2 separate regions of the Sus scrofa genome follow, and region 2 is linked to region 1. The links are chromatin contacts, called in public HiChIP or PLAC-seq maps. All regions are on one chromosome and are shown on one strand. Each heading gives the region's core, a stretch centred on a gene start, on an enhancer-like site or on the middle of the called end of the contact. The rest is flanking DNA. Distances are from core to core; before and after follow the strand shown. Region 1 overlaps LOC110257431 (a long non-coding RNA gene). Region 2 has its middle 80 kb from the start of PTPN1.

Region 1 (6,393 bases), core at 3,422-5,921:
CACCTGGCAAGTTGGAGAAACAGGAAGAGGGCCAGTGTGGCGGGAGCAGAGTAAACCTTCCCAACAGCCAGAGGGGTAGCTACTGCTATTATCTCCTCTTTTAGAAGAGGAAATTGAGGCTCAGAGACGGGGAAGTGACTTGCCCAGAGTCACAGAGTGAGGAAATGGCAGCACAAGAGGCAGAAGCACAAGTTGAACTGTGTGGGAAGAGGGGCGGACATGCCACAAGGCTGTAGGATCCAAGGGTGACACTCAGAGAGCATGTGTCACCTGCCTTGGTCACAGCCATGGAAGTTGTGATTGTGCAACCAGAGCCATGCAAGGAGCCTCAGCCCCGCCCTCACCCTGCCTCCTCGGCCCACTGGGTCTAAGGGCACTGGGTAGCCTAGAATCCAGGGAACTCATTCAGGCTAAGTTGTGAGGGACTGCGAGCAGTTTCTGGCTTATCCTATCCCTGAGATGACCTTTAACCAAGTCATAGAAGCAGTTCTGCAGCCTTAGTTTCCCCATTTGTCAAATGATGGGACTGCTTAGGTGGTCTCTAACAGCAGTTGAGGATTCTTGGGTCCAGAGAGAGGCATGGCTTTCCAAAGTCACACAGCCAGAGAATGACAGAGCTAGGGGACCCCAGCCTGGTAACTGATGGCCCAGAGCTCTTCTCCCTCCGGCCGGGATGACACCTGGGCCTCTTACCCTGCTCTGCTGTCTTCATCAATCTCCCCCTCATCTGCCGCCCTGCACCCCTCGCACTGTTCATACTTCCAAGCCTTGGCACATGCCATCCTCTGCTTCGGGGTCCCTTCCCCTATGCCATCTTCTCTACCCACAAAGGAAAAATAAAGCAGGATCAGACTATTTATAGAGAGAGGGTTTAGGTGGAGAATATTTAAGCTGGCAAAGGTGGGAGGCTCAGAGAAGGCTACTCTGAAGAGTGACATCTGAGTTGTGACTTGAAGGAGGTGAGGGGGAAAGTCATGGGAATACATGGTAGATAAGGATTCCAGGCAGAAGGAAAAGCATGTGCAAAGGCCCTGTGGTAGAAAGATCCGTAGTTTATCAGAGGAACAGCAAGGAGGCCATTGGGCTTGAAGGGAGTAAGCAAGGGGGAAAGTGGGGGAGTTAAGATCATCAGAGATATTCAGTTTTCTAGGATTGGGGGCAGGGGTCACAATGTGGCCATGGGGCAGGGTCGGGGGGACTTTGACATTTACGCTGAGTGAGGTGGGAGCCATGGGAGGTCTCTGAGGAGAGGAGGGACAGGATCTGACTTAGGTTCTAAGGAGATCCCTCTGGCTCTTTGCGGAGAACAGACTGTAGGGGGTGAGGTCCCCAGATAGGTGATGCTGGTGGCATGGACCATGGCAGAGGCAGTGGAGCTGGGGAGATGCAGGCTGATGCTAGGTGTATTCTGAAGGTGGAGCTGACAGGATGTGGTGAGCAGTCAGACACCTGGCCAGGGAGAACAAAGGGTAGAGGACAACTCCCAGGTTTGGGGGGGAGTGCCTAGAGAATGGAGGGGCAGTAAACTGCGCTGGGTTGTGGTTGGTTCCTGTCAGTCATCCCAGTGGCGAGGGGACAGTGGGGCCTTAGGTCTGGAGTCAGGGAAATGTCCGGGTTGGAGAGAGGCATTTGGAAGTCACCAGCATTTAGATGAGGACAAGAACTGTGTCTTTGGCATCTTTGTCCCCCTCTTCCCCTCACTCCAGCACCAGGGTGGCCTCGGGGAGCATCCAGGAGACCCTCAGATAAATCCCTAAGCATGTGTACTGAGTGCCCACCACGCTCAGGGTCAAGCACCCCCTCTCACTGACTCACTTCATTCTCACAGCTTCTGACAGGGTAGGTACCTACCACCAGAGCCCATTTACAGAGCTGGGGGTGAAGGAATTTGCCCAAGGTGTCACTTAGCATTGGGAAAATAGTGAATTATTCATTCTAGAAGGCTGCTCTAACAGACGTAGAGCAGGCCTTGGGCAAGACCACTGGGGGAGAGTTAAGTGCCTTTCTCAGCAGCCCCTGATCACGACGACGCAGGGCAGGGCACTGAGATGGGGAAGCCAGAGGCTCCTGAGTTACCTCCTCCAGGCGGTGGGAAGGATTGCATCTTAGTGATTTGGGGTCCCCTGGAAAAAGGCTGAGGGAAAACCTGGAGCTCCCCAACTTCAGCAGGAGGGAGGCTGGAAAAGGAGCTTGAGAGAGATGAAGGAGGGAGCTACAGTCAAGAAGCAGATTGAGGCCTCAAGCCAGGTAGAGAGACGAAGATTTCAGGGCAGGCTTAGGGGACCGTGAGATCCCCTCACCACTTATGTGGAACTCTAGAAAGCCTCTCCTTAGCCTGTAAGTGCTCTTCCTCTGATGCCTCAGGCTCCACCACTCACTGCAGCCATAATAGCCATCTGGCCAATGGCTGTGATTTGCAAAAATTCCTCCCCCCGCCCATAACCTGGATGGAGTCTGAAAGAAAGTTGAGGGTCGCAGCAGGGTGTGAGACAAGATTCAAACTCAGATCTATCTGACCCTCAAACAGTATTCTTTCCACTGTAGGGATTGGCTTGTCCACTTGGCAGCCATGCAAGATGGGAACGAGAGTTGGGAGGGTCCCTAAGGGGCAGGGAGGAGGAATAAGACCCAGATACTGTTTATCAAGACCCAGCCTTGTGAGAGTCACTGGCAAAGACTTTAGTTTCTAATTTGTAAAATCAAAGTTACAATCCCTTTTTCCTCTCAGGGGTGTGATGGGTTAATCCAGGGATTGGCAAACTTTTTCTGTGAAAAAACAGGTAGTAAATATTTTCACCTTTGGGGGTAGTATGGTCTCTCTCATAGCCACTCAACATGTAGTTGTAGGGTGAAAGCAGTAACAGATGATAAGTAAATGAATGGCCATGCCATGTGCCAATAAAACTTTATTTACAAAACCAAGTTGTGGGACAGATTTGACCTGAGGGCTATGGTTTGTCAACCCTGGGGATAATGAATGCAAATTAGAGACGTGGCGCATAGTAAATGCTCAATAATATTTGATGAAAGAGTGAAATGAGTCTGAGTCTCACTTTCTTCGCCTCCTAAAAAGAAAGCATTGCAATTAGCTATTTGCTGAATGCATCCCTTGTTACTTGGGGTTTCAGGAAGCCAGAAATGGCCCTCACATCATTCCTCCTTATAAAACCCTATGAGATAGGTCTGTCTATGGTCCCATTTTACAGAAACTGAGGCTAAGTGACCAAGGCTGTGGAGCTGGGATATGACAAAGCTGGGATTTCTGAAACTGAGCCTGGGGCTCTTTATACTCTGAAATTTGGAGACTGAGACCAAGACCCTGGAGCTCACATTGGACCTGGAGCGGGGTCTGGCTCTAGATCCTCAGCTCAATCCTCCCCAAGCCAGGGGTTTGCCGCCTGCACCCCCTCCTGGACAGTGGGTCAAATATGCAAGAGACGAGAGAGAGAGGTGGGGGGGGCAGAGAGGCAGAGAGAGATAAGACAAAGAGACAGAAGGGCCCAGGGAGACAAAAGAGAAACAGACACGAAGAGAGATGGATCTGGAGAGGAATAACACATCTCCCATCCTCTCTCCCTCCCTGGGACTCCTTCCCAGCCCCAACATGCTCTCTATCACCACTGACTCCTTCCAGGGAAAAAATTATCCATCCCCCATGCAGTTCTGGGTTGGAATCTTGGCTCAGGAACTGACCACTGTGTGATATTAGACAAGGGCTCCCCTTCTCTGAGCCTCATTCTTCCCATCTGTGAAATGAAGATGATGCTGACTTAGGACAGCCTCGCTGGCTGCTGGATCAGATTAAGCAGGGTCACCTGGTACCAACAAGCACATAAGGACCCTAAGTGCCCCACTCCCTGGGCCAGGGACGGGGGCGGGGGTGAGGACACACTGTCTGACCTCAGGGTCTGTGTTCCCCAAGGGGGTCATTATTTATTTATTCATTCATTCTTTCAAAAAACATTTATTGAGCACCTACTGTTTGGCAGGTGCTGTGTAAGGTACAGGGCACACAGTCATGAAGAAGGCAAACAAAAGTCCCTGCCCCGGTACAGCTGATATTGTAAACGAGGAGGCAGACAGGCAACCAACAAGCAAATTAATACAAATGTACCAGGTGGTGAGGAGGGCAGGGGGAGAAATAACTTGGAGTACACAAGGAAAAAAATTCCCCCCACCAGCCCGGGGGGGGAGGTTACCTGTTGTGTTCTTCCTGAGTGCAAGGCACTTTCATTGATTTTGTCACACTGAGTATCCTCAGCAATCCCAGGAAATAGGTACTCTTATTGTCCCATTTTTCAGATAAGGAAATAGGCTCAGAGAGGTGACGCGACTTGCTCAAGGTCGCGCATCTGTAAAGGGGCAGCGCCAGAACTCTAATGGGCCCTGAAATCCTGGGGACAATCAGAGGGGTTTGATCCACCGTGGGATAAGCTAATGCCTCCCCTGCAAGATCCCATGGCAGGGTCTTGAACAGGGCCCAGTCAGACAGAGAATAAGACTTGCATCAGAGGCCTCAGCCACCAGAAGGTTAAAGACCCAGGAATTGGGTCCTTGGGGTTCCCTGGCGGGGCTCCAGCTCCAGCTCCCGCCACCACAAGGCCCCAGATAGGATGACAGCCACACCCAGGCTCAGCCTCTGGCCCGCGCCGCCTGCTGGGAACACAGAGTCCTTGGGACTAGGAGGCTCAAAATAGAAAGCTCAGAGCCTGGGCTGGAGCCTGGAATGCCTGGGCAGACAAGCCGGGACTCCTGGACCAGCCCAAGTACTGCCCGGCCTGGGGCTGGCAGGGCAGCAGAATCATCAGGATCCACCGCTAGGGTCTAGGTCCTGGTTGTTATTCTCCTGAAGCAGCTTCCAAGATGCCAGCTCCAGGATGTGCCTGGACTCCTCTCCTGGCTTAATCCCGGACTAGCCATGTGGACTTGGGTTGGTCACCTACCCCCAGGGACCTTAGTGTCCTTATCTGCCAACAACTCATAGAGTTGTTCATTCAGTCATTCAACAAATGTTGTTTTATTATTTTTTTAATTTTTTTTTTTTGCTTTTTAGGGCCACCCCTGCAGCATATGGAGGTTTCCAGCTAGGGGTTGAATCAGAGCTGTAGCTGCTGGCCCCATAGCCATGGCAAGACCAGATCCGAGCCACGTCTGTGATCTACACCACAGCTCACGGCAACAGTGGATCCTTAACCCACTGAGCAAGGCCAGGGATCAAACCTGTGTCCTCATGGATGCTAGTCAGGTTCACATCTGCTGAGCCACAATGGGGACTCTGTCATTCAACAAATGTTTATCAAAAAAAAAAAAAAAAATGGAGTTCCCGTGGTGGCTCAGTGGTTAACAAATCTGACTAGGAATCAGGAGGTTGCAGGTTTGATCCCTGGCCTCGCTCAGTGGGTTAAGGATCTGGCATTGCTGTGGCTGTGGTGTAGGCCAGGGGCTACAGCTCCAATTAGACCCCTACCTGGGAATCTTCATATGCCGCGGGTGCAGCCCTAGAAAAGACAAAAAAAAAAAAAAAGACAAAAAAAAAACAAAACCGTTTATCAAGCACCTATTATGTTCCAAGCACTGTGCTAGGCACTGGAGATATACCAGAGAACAAAACATAGAAAAATCCTTGTACTTATGGACAAGTAAAATCTACAGCATGTCAGAAGGTGATGAGCACCCCAGAGGAACATAAAGCATGGAAGAGGACATGGAATACTAGGTAGGAAGGGGAGAGACCCTGTGGACACTCGGGAGAAGAGTGTTCCAGACAGAGGGACAGCCAGTGCAAAGGTCCTGAGGCAGCATGAGCTTGGGTCATTTCAGAGACACAGGGAGACCAATATGACTGGAAGAGTGAATGAGGAGGAGGGGAAGGCGAGGAGGGCCCTCTGATACAGGGCCTTGTGAGCCAAGGGAAGGACTTAAGGTTGACTGGCAGAGCACTGGGGATCTGCTCAGCAGTGGAGCAAGCGGGCACATCCACAGTTTTACAGGAGCCCATGGCTGAGTATAGAGGCAATTTCTAGAGGGCTGGGCTGGAAGCTTCTGGGCCAGTGTGGATGAGAGGTGATGGGGGCAGAAAGAAGGACTTGGAGGCCAGTCTGGGCCACAGGAGGCCCAGCAGGAAGTTGGCAGACAGAAGGCCCAGCCTGGGACACCGACTGCTTTGTCCAGCCTGAAGCCTACGACCCCCACCCCCGTCTGTGCTGGCCTGTGGCAGCCTTAGGGCTGGGAAATGTGCCTGGAATGTCAGCCACGAGGCCTGGGCCGGACAGTGCCCGTGGGACCCGCCAGGAGGCCAGGCGAGTACCCTGGCCACAGCCCTGCCCACACATGGAATCTCTCAAGCCCACTGACCAGGGTGAGTGGTAATTACAGGCCCTGGAGCAGAGGGGG
Region 2 (7,172 bases), core at 447-2,946, 130 kb before region 1:
CTGAAGTTATCTTGACTATTTATTTGCTTTCTTGTTGACTATCTACTGCCTCCACTAGAGTATTAGCTCCTAAAGACCCAGTAGAGGCTGGTCTCCCTGGTTCTCTGCTGTTATCTCCTGCACCAAGGACAAGGTCTAGCAGGTGCTCAGACAATCTTTGCTCCTGAATCCCTGTGTGGCCAATTTCCAATGTCCTTCAGTGCCGCTGTGAATAAAATACAAGTTCATTTAAAGGCGTTCTGACCATCCTGGGGTCAGGATGACTATTTCCTCAGTCAGTGATTAAAACACTGCCTTCATATGTAAAAAAGGGGTGAGGCATGGCTCTTACTAGGCAAACAAGGACTTACAGAGAGAGCCTGGAACAGAGGCAGGGGTCTCCAAGGGCAGGAGCCATGGGGAGTGGCAGTGGGGTCTTATGGGGAAGAGCAGGGTCAGCGGGTAGGGGCTGCAGTGACACTCTATGCCTCGGTTTCTACATCTGCAGAACGGAGATCACAACAGACCACACCTCAGCAGGATTCTCAGCTGCTGTGCTCTTGACATCGGGTGCCGGATAATTCTCAGCTGTGCATTCTCGGGGATGTCCTATGCATCGAGGGGAACTGAGCAGCATCACTGGCCTCCACCCAGTAGATGCCAGGAACATCTTCCCCGTTGTAACAGCACAGAATGTCCCCGGATGTAGCCTAAATCTCCGTGGGGGGGGGGGGGCAAAAATGGCCCCTGGCTGAGAACTGCTGCCTCAGAGTTACCACCTTGGGGGTTGAAAGAGATGATGTGGGTAAAGCACCTGGCACGGAGCCTGGCACTCAGCAGCTTCTCAGGAAACGGGAGCTGCTATCTGGTCAAGAGGGTGGCTGGGTTGGAATCCTGGCTCTGCCACTTAACGAGTTAGCAGTTGGCCTTGGGCAAGTGACTCTAGCTCTCTGAGCCTCTGTTTCTTCACCTGTAGAATGGAATAATAGAGCTCACCGTCTTGGGACTGTCAGGGGGATTAAGGAGCATGTCTCGTCCACAGTAAGTGCTCAATAAATGGGCACTCTGAGGATGAAGAGGAGGATGATGGAGGCTCCCGGGAAAAGGGGGAGCAAGGGAAAGGGCACTTTGCAGGAGTAACCTGGGGTCTCCAGAGTGTGTGGCCCCGCATTGCTGAGGGACATGCAGTCACAACTGCCCACACCTGGGAGGGCAGCTGGCTCAGACCCTCAGCCCCACTGGGCTCTTTAATAATTAAGCTGGATAAGGGGTAGCAAGGCTGGAAGGCCAGCAGTGAGCAGGGCCTGGCCTTGTTTGGCTTTGGTGACGTGATGGCCCTGGGATCATGGCCTTCTTGAGCCCATAAACAGGGGGTTGGGCCCCGAGACAGGCAAGGCCAGGCCAAGGTCTGTGCCAGTGGCCTTGTGTCCGAGTCATACAAGGGATGGAAGAGGGGGTGCTCAGGGGCAGCCGAGAAGGGGGTGCCGTGGAATGAGGGCTGTTTTTCAAGGGTCAGCCCTCACCTCGCCCTTTCTCTCTTTCCTCCCCTCCCCACCCCCTCTTACTGTCACTGCAGTTTAGTGAGCACTTACTGCCTGCAGAGCTCTGCCAGAGCACTTCCTGTGGATGGACTCCCACTGTCCTTAGCCTTGCTCTGTCCCCTCCCCACAGGAGCGAGGCCTGTGACTATGAGCCCCATTGCTCAGGAAAGGAATCAGAGGCGCTGAGTCACACGGGAGGCGGGGGGGTCGGGTGGGCAGGTGCGAAGCCACATCCCAGCCCAGGCCTGGAGGCTCCCCAGCTTGCACTTAACCCCACCGGCCCACCGCCTCTCACCTCCTCCTCTGTTCTCTCCCCCCTCCCCCCCCACTCTCTCTGAACAACTTTCTATTGATGTTTGTCTGTATCTCCAAGTCTCTCATTTTCCACCTCAATTTCCCCTTTTTGCTCTGTGTCTCTCACCCTCTCCCTCACTTTCTTTCTTTCTGGTTCTCTATTTCTCTTCTTCACCTCTCTGCATCTCTAGGTTTGGCCCTCTGTCTGTCTGTCTGTCTGCCTCTCTCTCTTTCCTTTTCTCCCCCACTTCGCCTGCTCCCTCTGACTGCCCCGCCTCCAGGCCCTGTCTCCCTCCAGCCCTTGTCCCGACGCCAGCACATTATGTCCCTGGTCAGACCCTGACGTCAGGCGGGGCCTGGCGGACGGCCACCCGCGGCCGCTGCCGGGCAGGCGGAGGGAGTGCACACTTTCCCGGTCGCCCAGCCCCACAGCCTGGGGCTTCAGTTTGCCCAGCCTGGCCCCAGCTGGCCGGACGGAGAGTGGACAGTGGCGCTTGGTGGCCGCCTGGCCTGGAAACCTGGAACTGCAGATCACCGGCCCTCCCTCCCCATCACCCCAACCCGAGGGTCATATTCCTGGACCTGCCTGCCTGGTCCCCAAGAGGAGACTGTATGGTGTGGGGACAAGACCTGGGTCCGAGTCCTGACTGTGTCACCTTGGACAGTTCACCCAGCCTCTCTGAGCCTCATCTGTGAAAAATGGGGCCATTAAGGCACCTATCTCTCAGGTGTGCAGGGAGAGACTCAACTTGATAGGGGGCTTGCAGTGTGGGAGAGGTGCTTGGCCCACAGCAAGAACTCACTGTCATCATAGGGTCCCATCCAGAAGTCCTCAACAGGGGAAGCCTTGGCCTGGGTGACACATGACTGGGGGCCACAGCTGGTGCTGAGAGGGTAGGGACGTGCCATGTGGGGGATGGCCAGGCACGATGAAGGAACACCCCACCCAAAGAACAAACAGTGCCCCTGCTGAGAAACCCTGCCCAAGCCCAGTTGGTCTCAGGCCCCATCACAGCTTGAATAAGTGGTGAAAAAAATGTAATATTTCTTGTTTGGTTTGTTTGGTTTTCTCCCCTTCTGATTTTCAAAAGCAATGCAATTTCCTTGAAGGACATTTTGAAGGGCACCTGAGAATCCAGGTTTAAAACAGACTTTGGGGTTGGATAAAACTGGGTTAAATCCAGCTGTGTGACCCCTGGCCAGTGGTTTCACCAGCTGAACCTCAGTTTCCTCATCTGTCAAATGGGGATAATAAACATTTAAGTGTTAGAGAGTTGTTGTGGGACTTAAGCAAAACAATGCTTACAAGGCAAAATAGTCTTTTTTTCTTGCCTTTTCTATTCTTTTAATTTTAAATACAAGAGACACAGAAAAGTGCAGAAGAAAACAAGAAGGTCACCCAGAGAGAAACACTCAAAGATTTTTGTGGAAATTTGGCTCAGTTAACTTCTTTGGGCGGAGATGCCTGCTTTTTGATCTTTCATGAAATAAAACCTGACTTGAAGTTTCATTAAAAAAAAATCTTTGTTTATTTCATTATTATTGGGTTTTTTTTTTAATGCATGTATATTGAAATGGTTTGAAGGGTATCCAGTGAACTGCCAGACTCTCTCTGATGGCAGCCTCTGTCTCCCTTTCTTAGAAGCCAACACAGTGAGCAGTTTCTCACACGTCTGTCCTTCCTTCTTTTCCTGCGGTTAAATCCTTTTAGGACACATAGTCTCTAACCCCTCTATTCATTTTGGTTTTGTTGGTGTTTTTCAGTTCGCTCAATTATAAAATATGACATTGTTAAAACAATTAGAATATACAATCAAAAGAAAGGGGAAAAGGAGTTCCCGTCGTGGCTCAGCGGTTAATGAACCTGACTAGGATCCTTGAGGATGTGGGTTAGATCCCTGGCCTCACTCAGTGGGTTAAGGATCCAGCATTGCTGCGAGCTGTGGTGTAGGTTCCAGATGCAGCTCAGATCCTGTGTTGCTGTGGCTGTGGTGTAGGCCGGAAGCTGCAGCTCTGATTCAGCCTCTAGCTTGGGAACCTCCATATGCCACGGGTGCAGCCCTAAAAAGAAAAAGAGAAAGAAAGAAAGGGGGAGATAAGAAAGGCAGAATCACCCGAGATCTCACGGCCCCTTTAGCATTTTAGAGCACATCCCCACAGGCTTTTCCATCACCTGATGTCTGTGCGCACCTTGCAGTCCTAGGGGTCTTTTCTCCTTAGCCCCGACCGAAGCGTATGACGATGTATTTATATTTGCTGATCAGATAATCTGATCATTAGCTGCCTTCTCCACTGTGCAGTGAGTTTCAAGAGATAGGGAGGGTCACAACTGTGTCCCCCACACCCAGCAGAGTGCCAACACACAGTAGGCTTACAATGAATATTTTCCGAAAGAATGAATGAATGGGAGAATTCCCTAAAGGAATTTTACAATATATTACACTATCCTGTGACCTCTTTTTTTCACTCCACATATCGGGTACATCTTTCCACATCTCTAGTTAGGCTGCAAATCTTCATTTTTCATGTCTGCACGGAGGCACCACAACAAACATCTTTTTGATGCTGGCCAGAAGCTTCTGCCCCTAACTGGGAAATTCTTTTTCAAACACAGATCTGTTAACAAATTCCATATGAGCCACCCGTGCCCCAGCCCTTTGGCCATTTACTTTCAGTCTGACACTTCGCTTGTTTCACGGGCCCATTGTTTTGGGGGACGCGTCAGGATTTACTGTCTGTCCCTGACATCATGTTTTTCCAGAGAAGCTTGAGAGTGAAGCACTCAGCCCATCCCCATCCCACTGTTTCTGCCAGTTGCCAGTTCAGTGTTCTGTAGATTTGCTGAAGTTGGGTAACTTGGTGTAACCCTTGCCTCCCTGGCTGCCTCGTTGCAAATAGCACATGCCAAGCTCATTCCTACCTAAGGGCCTTTGCACTGGCTCTTTCCTCTGCCTGAAATACACTTCTCCTGGATATTTGCTCAGCTTACCTAGTCCAGATCTCCGCTCAGTCGTCCCCTTCTCAGACAGGACTTCTTCGGCCATTTTTCTAAATAAGCATCTCTAAGTCACTTACCCAGTTTTACATTTCTTCCTAAAACACTTACCTGGTATCATATTATATCACATTATGTTATATTAATATTTTATGGTTTTCTTATTTATTGTCCACCCCCCCCCCAACTCTGAGGGCAGGAATGTGGTTTGTTATCTAGCCTACAGAAACCCTAGAACCTAAAACAGGGCCTGGAGCATCATAGGCATTCGATATTGGTAGAATCAATACATGTTACTTTCAGGCTTCCAAGTTTCCTTCCTAAGCGTGAAAACTGACTCTTGTTATTCATCCATTCATTCAAGATTTGTCTATTCAGCACCTACTGTGTGCTGAGGCCTGTCTGGGTACTGGCAGTACTACACTGTCTGGGTAAGGCAGACAGGTCCTCCTCTCCAGGGATGTGGTCAGTGGTCAGGGAGATGCACCTACACCTGGATAATAACATCCAGGCTGACTTGCTGGCCTCTGGTTGTGGAGTGAAGACAGGGCTTGTGTTCTAATAGGCATGAGTTTCCAACTCTAACTCAGTCCCTGCAAAACTGGGTAAACTACAAGGCTAAGACAAACAGAAATGATATCCTTGTCATCTTTTTTCTGTCTGCTATTCTTTCATCATAGGTGGAGAAGAAATAAAAAAGTGATGCCAAGAGTTCTTGCTATGGCATAGTGGGTTAAGAATCCAACTGCGGGAGTTCCCTTTGTGGCTCAGTGGGTTAAGAGCCCAACATAGTGTCCATGAGGATGTGGATTCAATCCCTGGCCTCACTAAGTGAGTTAAGGATCCAGTGTTGCTGCAAGCCGCTGCATAGGTCACAGATGTGGTTTGGAGTTGGCGTTGCTGTGGCTGTGGTGTAGGCCGGCAGCTGCAGCTCCAATTCCATTCCTATCCCCAGAACTTCCTTATGCCGCGGGTGAGGCCTAGAGCGGAGCTTGGCTTGCTGCGGAGGAGCACGTTCACTCTCAGCCTGGCACGGTGTGTTAAAGGAGCCAGTGTTATTGCAGCTGTGGCTCAGATTCAGCCCCTGACCCAGAACTTCCATATGCTGTGGGTGTGGCCATAAACTTTTTTTTAAAAAAAGTGATGCCAGAAATCTTTTGGCATTCCCCGCACAGGCCCAGCCAGGGTCTTTGCTCGTAGAGCTAAAGCTCACCCTCCATTCTGGCTGCCTACGTTTAGCATCCCCCCCTGCAGGGAAGTTCCTACAGCTCCCTGATGGAGATGCCAGAAAACTCACTTTCCCAGCCTCCCTTGCAGCTTGGTGCAACCACGAGACTTGGGCTCCACCAGTCAGACACGCCTGCGAGACATGTGTAACCAGAAGAGAGGGCAGGATAAGAAGTGTGGAGGAGAACGGGCTGGCCCTAGAGGATGAAGAGGGGAGGGTCCCCAAAGAGAAAGCAGGCTCACTGGGACAGCCCTTTCATACACCCTGGGTCTGTTCCTGGCTGTATAGCCCCCAATCCTGATCCCATGGCCCACCTGATCTGACGGCTGTTAACAAGCATTAAGCATGTTCATGCTCTTTGACTTCCAAATCCCTGCTCTTGAATTTTAGGCTGAGGAAATAATCACAGAGAGTGAAAATGCACAAAGAAGTTCATATCAGGATTATTTAGAGTAGTGAGGAGTCAGAAACGACTTAAATCCCTAACGATCATGGTGACTGATGAGGTGACGATTCCTAAAAGGAGGCTAGAGATGACTCCTTTGGCAAAATATTTGTGTAATACTCAGGATCAGATACATCTTGGAGTGGCTGCTGAAAACCCCAAACCACAGGGGCTTCATGAAGTGGAAGTTTGTTTCTCTCTTATATGGAAGAAGTGTGGAGGTGTTGTTCAACCAGGGCTGAGAGGGTGGCTTCACAAATTCATCAGGGATTTGGGTTCCTTTTTTCTTGCGGTTCCACCAGGGCCCAAGATAGCCACTCAGTTCTGGCCTCACACCTGCATTCCAGCCAGCAAGGAAGATGGGCAAAAAGAGCAGGCCCCCTCTCACTAAGTGTACTGCTTGGAAGTTATTTCCCATTGGCCAGAACTTATCACATGGACACATTTAGCCACAGAGAGGCTGGAGAACGTAGGGTTTTTGTTTGTTTGTTTGTTTGTTTGTTTGTCTTTAGGGCCACACCCATGGCATGTGGAGGTTCCCAGGCTATGGGTCCCATCAGAGCTGTAGCTGCCGGCCTACACCACAGCCATAGCAATGAGGGATCCGAGCCTCGTCTGTGACCTACACCACAGCTCATGGCAACGCCAGATCTTTAACCCACTGAGCGAGGCCAGGGATCGAACCCATGT

Evidence for each region. HiChIP or PLAC-seq counts read pairs in DNA pulled down with a chosen protein or histone mark.
Region 2: a contact with region 1 is called in an H3K27ac HiChIP or PLAC-seq map of skeletal muscle. The contact joins two enhancer-like sites. A contact is called at or near these places in 2 of 2 datasets of contacts at active chromatin or transcription factors (alveolar macrophages and skeletal muscle).

The regions. Positions count from the first base shown.
Region 1 is chr17:51,806,904-51,813,296 of Sscrofa11.1, reverse strand. The region is part of intron 1 of LOC110257431 (a long non-coding RNA gene); the gene reads right to left. Among named protein-coding and RNA genes, the nearest start is that of CEBPB, 87 kb to the right of the region's middle. Within about 2 kb of position 4,671, at least 13 of the 83 cell types and tissues checked have an H3K27ac peak or open chromatin away from gene starts, as enhancers often do. A contact at or near this core is called in skeletal muscle, where this site is marked.
Region 2 is chr17:51,934,000-51,941,171 of Sscrofa11.1, reverse strand. No RefSeq gene overlaps it. Among named protein-coding and RNA genes, the nearest start is that of PTPN1, 80 kb to the left of the region's middle. Within about 2 kb of position 1,696, at least 31 of the 83 cell types and tissues checked have an H3K27ac peak or open chromatin away from gene starts, as enhancers often do. A contact at or near this core is called in skeletal muscle, where this site is marked.